2 separate regions of the Mus musculus genome follow, and region 1 is linked to region 2. Evidence: chromatin contacts called from public Micro-C data. All regions are on one chromosome and are shown on one strand. The core of a region is the stretch at or near the end of the contact, and the rest is flanking DNA. Distances in the headings are between cores, read along the strand shown.

Region 1 (4,207 bases), core at 1,225-3,724, 66 kb after region 2:
ATGAGCCTTTCCTCTATGATACACATCTCTCCAGGGCACCTCAGCCTGAGTGACCCGTGACTGTCACCTTTCACATCTGAGCATGCACACTGGGCCCCAGGGAGACAGGCTTCTTGTCACCCCCAGGCTGTGACTGAAGCTGGTGTCAGGCTTCTCTCAGTAGCCCTCCTCATTGCTACCACTTGCAGAAAGGTCTTCCTTATCCCCAGACAAGGTCTTTGGTGGCCTGTACTTTGAGAACTTTGCCTTCCTTACCACAGAAGCCATTTGACACCGTGCTCGAATGCTGCCACACAGGAACCCCTGTCTCAGGCACCCACTCCGCCTGCACTTGGCGTCACCCAAGCACCTCCGCTCCAGCTTCGTTTGGCACCGACTCCCTGCTAAGCGCCTGTGCTGATTGCGAGCAGCTCAGCTCATGCTGTCTGGCCCTTGACCTTCTTTGGTGTTCTCAGTCCTGTGCAGAGCCAGTTCTGTGCCTGACCTACTCTGGGGCCTGGAGAGGGCCTCAGCAGACTGCTGCTGGGTTTCTGAGAAGCGTGAGCATGAACCTGGGTGAGCCACAAGTCCTCCTTCCTGGTGACTCCTTCCTATCATCTCTCCTCAGGCCTCTAACTCCACATGGTGAGCATACAGCTTGCTGTTTCCCAAGGAAGTGAGAACCCACAGAAGAGCCCTTCCACCATTCTGGACCTCTGGGCGTCTCCCTCACTGGCACTGTAGAACACTAATTTCTGGTCTTGCTCCATTATAGGTTCCCAGCAAGCTCATATCAACCCTCCAGTACAATAGGCTTAGGGAAATGCTGTTCTTTCCTGAGAAACAAGCACAACTTGTTTCGTGGATCTTACTTGCTGTAGCCTCATGTCACCCAGAGGCTGCCACTGCTCCAACTCTCTTTCCAGGGCCCTTCTTCAGGAGACATGTCCATGTGGCCACTCCAACCAGACGCTACTTCCAGAAGATAAGATGGTATTCAGGACACTATGGACTGCAAGCTTCTCTGGCCATTTTGCAATTCCATTTCTCCCTGCTCTAGGACATTGAGGTGACCCTCTTTGGGCAATGGCGGAGAGCACTGGTCTGTGCAACATGTGCTGCCCTGTATTTATCTCTCTGAAGTCTGATTCCCCAGCCTTCCATGCAGAGCTGTGTGGCACCTAGCAGAAGGCAGGCGTGTACACCTGGCTTCCCCTGAGGCTGTCTTCCCGCCGTTCCCACATCAGCTGTCACACCAAGGGGCTCAGCCGGCTCTGTTAGCTCTTCCACCAGGATGCGTCCTAAGGTGGGCAGCACCCTGCTTCTCTCCCCAGCCACAGTCTAGGAGCTGTGCTTGTCACTGTGGCCCTCATCTGGAGCGCAGCACGGGACTCTTCTGGAAACCCCACCCCAGTGCAGAAGAAAGTGCATCCCACTGCAGGGGCCCGAGTCCTGCAGGTCAGTAACTACTTCACACCCGCCTCTTCCCATCCCTCCTTCCCCATAGAGCCACCAAAGAGCTGGTACCAAAATCAACTAGTGACAGCAGAGATGTCCAGGGAACAGAGTAAGTCAGTGGCCTTATAATAGCCACAGTGGTGATTGTGGCAGTTAAACCACCTTATCTAGTCAGCTGAAGACCACAGTCAAGTGCAGCCTTGCGACTCTGACGTCCCCCTGCACTCAGGTCCCTGGGCACTCTTCTTATCTTGACCAGGATTCTCACTAGAGGAAGCACAAGAGAAGAAAGGCATTAGAGTCTTGGTCAGCTTCCTGCCCCCCCTTATACTAACAGCATGCCGGGTCCCTGATGAACTTTGTGGTTCCTGTAGTAAGGTGTGCCCACAGTCAGTCTGGCAGCTGACTCCACGTGGCTGACTCACCATGATCGCTGCAAACACACATGTCCAATCTTGGGTTCTACTGTGTCTCACAGGACCCAGGGTTTATAGTAGGGCTGCGTTGTAGCTACTGGCCACTCCTAGGAGCAGACATACTTGTTTCATTACCTAATCCGCTAAAGTCACCTGAACATTTTAATTCAGTGCAAAGCAGGTGGACACCAAGTATTCCTTGGGCCACCTGGGTTTGTTTGTTTGTTTGTTTTGTTTTCCTTTGTTTTCCTGTTTCCATTTTGAGACAGGGTTTCTCTGTGCAGCCCTGGGTGTTATCCTGGAACTCGCTCTGTAGACCAGGATGATCTTGATCTCACAGAGATCCCCCTGCCTCTCCAAGTGTTTCTTAAATGAAAGTATTGATGGAGACAGGAGCCACTGTATGGGCAGGGGTTTCACCAACACAGAGGAGGCTCTAACAGAAAGGAAATGCGTGGAGACAATCTCCTTCACAGAGTTTTCCTGACTAGGGGTACAACACCGAAGGTGCCTTCTGGTCACAGAGGAGAGACAGTACCGCAGAGCCCTATAGGCGATGTGTGTGAACAGGCTAGCTTTAGCTCGGTGGCCAGAAGCAGGGCTGGGCAGCTGGCAAGGCTGCCCCCAGGTGGTAGTACCGGTTTTGGCAGTTGCTGTGGCCTCCAGTCTGTGCTGTCTCAGAGGGAGGCCATAGCTTGTGTGTAGGCACAAAAGAAAGGTTTCTTGGAAGTTTCATTTGCGGGTGAGGGTATAGGAAGATGGGAAGGGAAATGACAGGAGAATAAAGAGTATTTGTTTCCAGTTGTTCAGGTGAGAGGCGGGGTGTTGGCAGTGCTAACAAGCTTGGCTCTGCCGCTTGAACTTAGGCGCCACTTAGTGAGAAGACAAATAGTGAGAGCAGAGAAAGGAGATTTTTTTTGTTCATGTGGCCAGGCTGGGAGTGGAGCCAGCTACAGCACAGACGGGAGGGTTAGGTGAAACAGCAGGCTAGGGATATACATAAGTATTCATCATTTGCTGACAGCCAGGTTCTATTTCCTTCTGGGGACTTTGAACCCAGGGCTTCATGCTTGTGTAGCCGTGTACTCTTACCCACTGAGCCACCTCCCTGGCTCCCCTTAATCTACTTTTCGACTGAGCCCCGCCCACTGTGTTGTCTGTATAGATATCGGTCTTCTCTGAGACACAAACCTGGCAAACACTTCCTCTCGCTCCACACGCTGCCCCCATGCAGTAATGTTTCCTGTGGAGTGTAAAATCTATGGGGCCTCATCTGTCCATCATTGGCTGTATTTTTGGAGGACCTAGTGTTCTGTTTAGAAAGCCCTTGCCCGTGCTGTGCCTGAATCTCAATATAGTTTGTTTCTGGAAACTATAGTTTCAGTCTTTTAGTCTCAAAGTCCTTCATCCATCCAAAGTTATTTTTACCAAGGGCAAAAGATAATCTAGATTCATTCTTTCTTCAACATGTAAATATCCAGTTTTTCTGGCACCATTGTTAAAGAAGCCAGCTTTCCTACAACATCTACTTTTTGGAATGTTTATTTTTTTTTTGTTTTAAAGATTTATTATTTATTATTTAAGTACACTGTAGCTGTCTTCAGACACGCCAGAAGAGGGCGTCAGATCCCATGTGATTGCTGGGATTTGAACTCAGGACCTTGGAAGAGCATCTCATCAGGACTGCTGAGCCATCTCTCCTGTTTGTTTGTTTGTTTTATTTTGTTTTTTTTTTTCAAAACTCAGGTGGCTGAAGCTTCATGGGTTCATATATTGATCTTCTATTTGGTTTCACCAATCAACATGTGTGTTTGTGTCAGTACCATGCTGACTTTGTTACCATATCTCTGTAATATAACTGGAAATCAGTGTGGTGTTACCTCCAGCATTATTTTTCCCCCTCATGATTGCTGTTTGAGCTTCCACTGAATTTTAAGATATATTATCTTGCATTTTACCGAGCATGGTGTCACACCAGTAAGTCCAATACAAAGGAGGCAGAAATCTCTGAATCTGAAGCCAGCCTGGTGTACATAGCAAATCCCAGGCCAGGTAGGGATAAAGCCTAAATGAGAAACAAACCAGTAGCTTCTTAGTGAACGAGGCTGTCCTAATCTGGTGCTGAGGTGAGGCTGAGGCTGAGGCTGAAGTGAGGCTGAGGCTGAGGTGAGGCTGAGGCTGAGGCTGAGGCTGAGGCTGAGGTGAGGCTGAGGTGAGGCTGAGGCTGAGGCTGAGGCTGAGGCTGAGGTGAGGCTGAGGTGAGGCTGAGGTGAGGCTGAGGCTGAGGCTGAGGCTGAGGCTGAGGTGAGGCTGAGGCTGAGGTGAGGCTGAGGTGAGGCTGAGGCTGAGGCTGA
Region 2 (4,114 bases), core at 628-3,127:
ACAGACATTTCCTCTGCTCACACTCACTCTTATCAGAGTGCTTTTTCTACAAAGAGTCCTGCAACAGGATCACACCCATCATTAAGTTTTATCTATCAGCCTGCCATAAAGTCTCCAGTGCTCTCTTATCAGGAAAAACATAACTCTGTCAGGAGGGCAGGATGAATCTGGGTAATAATTATTTAAAAGAGAACACTTGGATGTACTTAAATAACTCTGGTAATAAATAATATCTTCACTATGTAAATCTATCTGCCCAAACTAAGCCAGATTTGCAGCCTCCAGTCTCTGTTTACAAAGTATTCAAAGTATAGCCTGGGGCCAGGACCCAAAAGAGACTTAAGGATGCCAGTGTTATGTGGAATGCATAAGCTCTTCTGTTGGGAGGTGACTGTTATTCGGGCATTAGACCAGTGGATCAGGTGCTTAAGTAAAGAGCTTCCCTTCACCTCTAAGTGTGTGGAGTAATTTCTCACTGAGAAAACGTATTATTTCTATTACATGACATGCCTTTTTCTGACAGGCTTCAATTGAAATCCTGAAGGATCCTGAGTCAGTGTGTGCATGTGCAATCAGTGTCAACAACGCCACACAGACATGAACACACGTGCATGGGATGCTGCCCCTCCCACCTATCACAAGACGACGCGACCTATGGATGGAATGAATGCTATTACTCATGGTGCTTTAAATTCATCAGGGTGCTGAGGTAGAAACCAGTCTGTGTCTTTAGGATTTTATAACTGGCCATGAGAAAATCCCCAAGTGCCACGTTACCAGAGAACGCTTGGGCAAGGGAAATAAGCACAGTGCTAGTTTACAGTTTACACTTGTCAAGCCTCAGTGGGTACTGATACCCAGAGCCAGTGAGCACACACACATACCCTTCTCAAGGTTCTGAGAGTCCAGGGTTAATAGTACCTCAAATCCCCAGTGCTGTTAACTCATGAGTTCTAGATCATTCCATGGTCAACACTTTTTAAAAGCTAAGAGTGGGTCAACTCACACTACCCTTCCAATGTGTACAGACCACATGGATTGCCTGATCACACTCCTTCCTCGTGGGAGACCATGGCAAAGAGACAGGTGGACCCACTCACTCACCTGGACAGTCGGCTTCATCACTCTTATCCTCACACGTTGGCCAGCCATCACACTGCCAGGGGAGGGGTATGCACTGGATGGTACCACCGTGACATGCAAACTGCCCAGGGTTGCACCGAAGCTCTGTAGAACAAAGGGTAACAGGCTGTTGAGGAAGTGCATAGAAGCAGAAACGTAGAAGGGAGGTGCTCTGCCCACATCATCGTAGCCCTGGGAAAGAAGTCTAGGAGCTGAGTGAGCTGCCCATAGACTGCTTCCTCAGCAGGGTCTGAGCATGCTCCCAAAATAGAGGAAAATGGTTATAAGCTTGCACCAGAATATACAGAACATTTAAGTGGCGTGCTAATATAGGGTGAAGGGCAGAACCATCTCTAGCCAAGGGACTCCGGACACCTTTCTTAAAAGGTGGAACTTGAATAGGGTTTCCTAGAAAGGCAACACTTCATCATGTTCTGTGTGGTGTCACAGCAACAACACTGCAGGGAAATAAGAGCTTACAAGAGGGCTCGTCAAGGTGAGGTGTGAACAGATGAGGCCACGCAAGACCCTGGAAACCCAGCTGAGAGAAGCTGCAGGCTGAGATTCCTCACTTTTATCTATCAGCGTGCTGCAGGCAGCAGGTCACTAAGGCAGTAACATGAGAAGAGTAAGGTAAAGCTGGCTTCTGACTGATAAAAATGCTAAACAAACTCAGCAAAACACAGGCTTCAAAAGAGGAGGCAGCAAGGACACTAGCGCCCAGTGTCAACTCCTCCCTTGTGCTGACTTTCCTTTACTCTCCCCTCATGCCCCTTTCCTTTGGAGACAGGCTCTCACCATGTGGCCCAGACACACAGCAGCACACTGGTGGCCCAGGCCTTGTGCACGGAGGGCAAGCACCCTCCCGAGCTTAAGCCCTAGCCTGCCTCACTTTCCATACAGGTTGTCTGCTGCTGTTGTTTGGATTATTGGGTTCTTCTCAGGCGCTGCCCACTTTGTTTTTGGAGACACGGTTTCTCATTGACCTGAGATGGCTGTTTAGGGTAAGGTTAGCCAGCAAGCCCCAGGGCTGCCTGTTTCTGCCTCCCCAAACACCCAAGACAGTAAATATGTACCATGGGTGCTAGGTATTGAACCCAGGCCCTCATGCTTGCATAGAAAACACTTTACTGACTGAGATATCTCCTAAGGCCACAATGACATTTTATAGAGAATTTTATCCAAGATTAGGAACTGGACTTAAGGTTTCATCTTTTGACAAAGACTATGAGGAGCAGTGGGGTGGTTGGGTGGGTAAGGTGGCCTGCTGGCAAGTCTGATGACTGAGTTTGATCCCTGGAACCCACATAGCAAAAGGAGAGAATTGACTCTTGCAAGTCATTCCCTGACCCCCCACATATGCACCAAACACATAATACACTCCCAACATACAAAAAGTTTAAATGTAATAAAGTTTTCCTTTAAAAAAAAAGGAGGTGGGGGTTGCTGGAGAGATGACTTACTGGTTAAGAGCACTGTCTGTTCTGGAGGCCCTGGGTCTGATTCCCTCATAAAGGCTCGCATATGCCCTCACATGTCTAGGGAATGGATCAAAAGGAGGATGCACTCCCAGCTAGAGTGTAGAACTTACACCACCGTTCTTAATTCTGCCTTTTTTTTTTTTTAATATTTATTTTGTGTGTGGTATATGGCTGTGGACCATTTGCATGCAGTGCCCTGGAAGCCAGAAGAGGTCACTGGATCCCTGGAGCTCGAGTTATGGATGGCTGTGAGCCACTGTATGGATGCTGGAAATTGAACTTTGGTCCTCTGCAAGAATAACAAGTGCTCTTAACCACTCCAACATCTCTTCAGCCCATGACTTTGCTTTTTTAAATTTAAATTTTATTTTACTTCACAAACACAGGTGTTTTGGCTGCATATACGTCTGCATACTACATTCCTGCATGCCTTGTGAAAGCTGGAAGGAGGTGCTGGCGTCCCTGAAACTGTTGTCAGTTGCCATGCTGGTGTTAGGAAGCAAACACAGGGTCTGCTGAAAGAGCAGTTAGCACTCTAAACCACTGAGCCACTTCTACAGCCCTCAAATAAAAGAAATCTTAAAAATAAAATAAAATAAAATAAAATAGACATGGTATGTATGACAGAATAAATAGGCATTTCAAAACACTAATATCCTGGCAAGTGCTCAAGAAGCTTAAACTAAACACGAGAAGTTGAGATGTGGAAACTACGGAGAGAACAAATCTACTAACAAGAGAAGAGAATACGATGTGGAGATGGGATGTCCCTGTAGAGCATTAGAACCAAGAAACAAAGAAAAAGACCACAAGAAGGGAGCAAGAAGCCAACGAGATGGCTTAGTGGGAAGGAGACAACCTGCCTCCACAGGTCTCTGCTGTCCTTGCTTCTAAGCCACAGTGGCAGAGTCACTAGATCTCAGGCTGGAGCCTCGGAAAACCTGAGCCTTTCTTCCATTCTATTTTTCCATTGGACCAAGGCAATATCTATAGGAGAGCACTGATGGGACTTACAGTTTCATGACCACCATGGTGGGGAGGGAACATGGCAGCAGACACGGCACAAGAGCAGTAGCTGACAGTTTACATACTGATCTACAATCATGAAGGAGGCAGGTAGGGCACATGATGTTTGGAGGGTATAAATAGAACATGAGGAGCAGTGATGGAGACAGAGCTGGGCTTGCTTATAGAGCTAGCTATATAACGCTTGTGAGCCTCCCTTGTCTTCACTGACCTTTGCTTCACCAAGAGAGGCACAACTTCTGGCACTCCTCCTGGTCTTTCCTGCTGATTTGTGCTAAGGCCTGGCTGTCTCTGCTAGGTCACGTCACCACTGTTGGTATCCTGATACTACCAAACTGGACTGCTGGTGTATCTGTGAAGTGTTTGTGAGTAGATCAAGCTGCCACTGCCTGCTAACCTGTGAACTGTACTGACGATTTCCAGACAACACAGACAGGAGTTGCTCCAAAGAACCTTTCTAAACAGGTCCACGTCCCCATTATCCA

Evidence for each region. Hi-C and Micro-C count contacts between places; a contact is called where the count stands out from the background.
Region 1: a contact with region 2 is called in a Micro-C map of the G1E-ER4 cell line. The contact joins two enhancer-like sites. A contact is called at or near these places in 8 of 484 Hi-C or Micro-C datasets (B cells, the Ba/F3 cell line, CD4 T cells and 5 more), 7 of 115 datasets of contacts at active chromatin or transcription factors (the SCID.adh cell line, bone marrow-derived macrophages, embryonic stem cells and 3 more) and 2 of 9 other capture datasets (adipose tissue and liver).

Annotation. Positions count from the first base shown.
Region 1 is chr16:17,936,572-17,940,778 of GRCm38.p6, forward strand. It overlaps Gm41427 (a long non-coding RNA gene), which reads left to right. Exons shown (of 4, transcript XR_875938.1): 1 at 1-624; 2 at 906-1,437. Among named protein-coding and RNA genes, the nearest start is that of Gm41427, 2.6 kb to the left of the region's middle. Within about 2 kb of position 2,475, at least 62 of the 459 cell types and tissues checked have an H3K27ac peak or open chromatin away from gene starts, as enhancers often do. A contact at or near this core is called in the G1E-ER4 cell line, where this site is marked.
Region 2 is chr16:17,871,459-17,875,572 of GRCm38.p6, forward strand. Dgcr2 (DiGeorge syndrome critical region gene 2) reads right to left here. Exons shown (of 10, transcript NM_010048.3): 2 at 1,105-1,227. Among named protein-coding and RNA genes, the nearest start is that of Dgcr2, 18 kb to the right of the region's middle. Within about 2 kb of position 1,878, at least 12 of the 459 cell types and tissues checked have an H3K27ac peak or open chromatin away from gene starts, as enhancers often do. A contact at or near this core is called in the G1E-ER4 cell line, where this site is marked.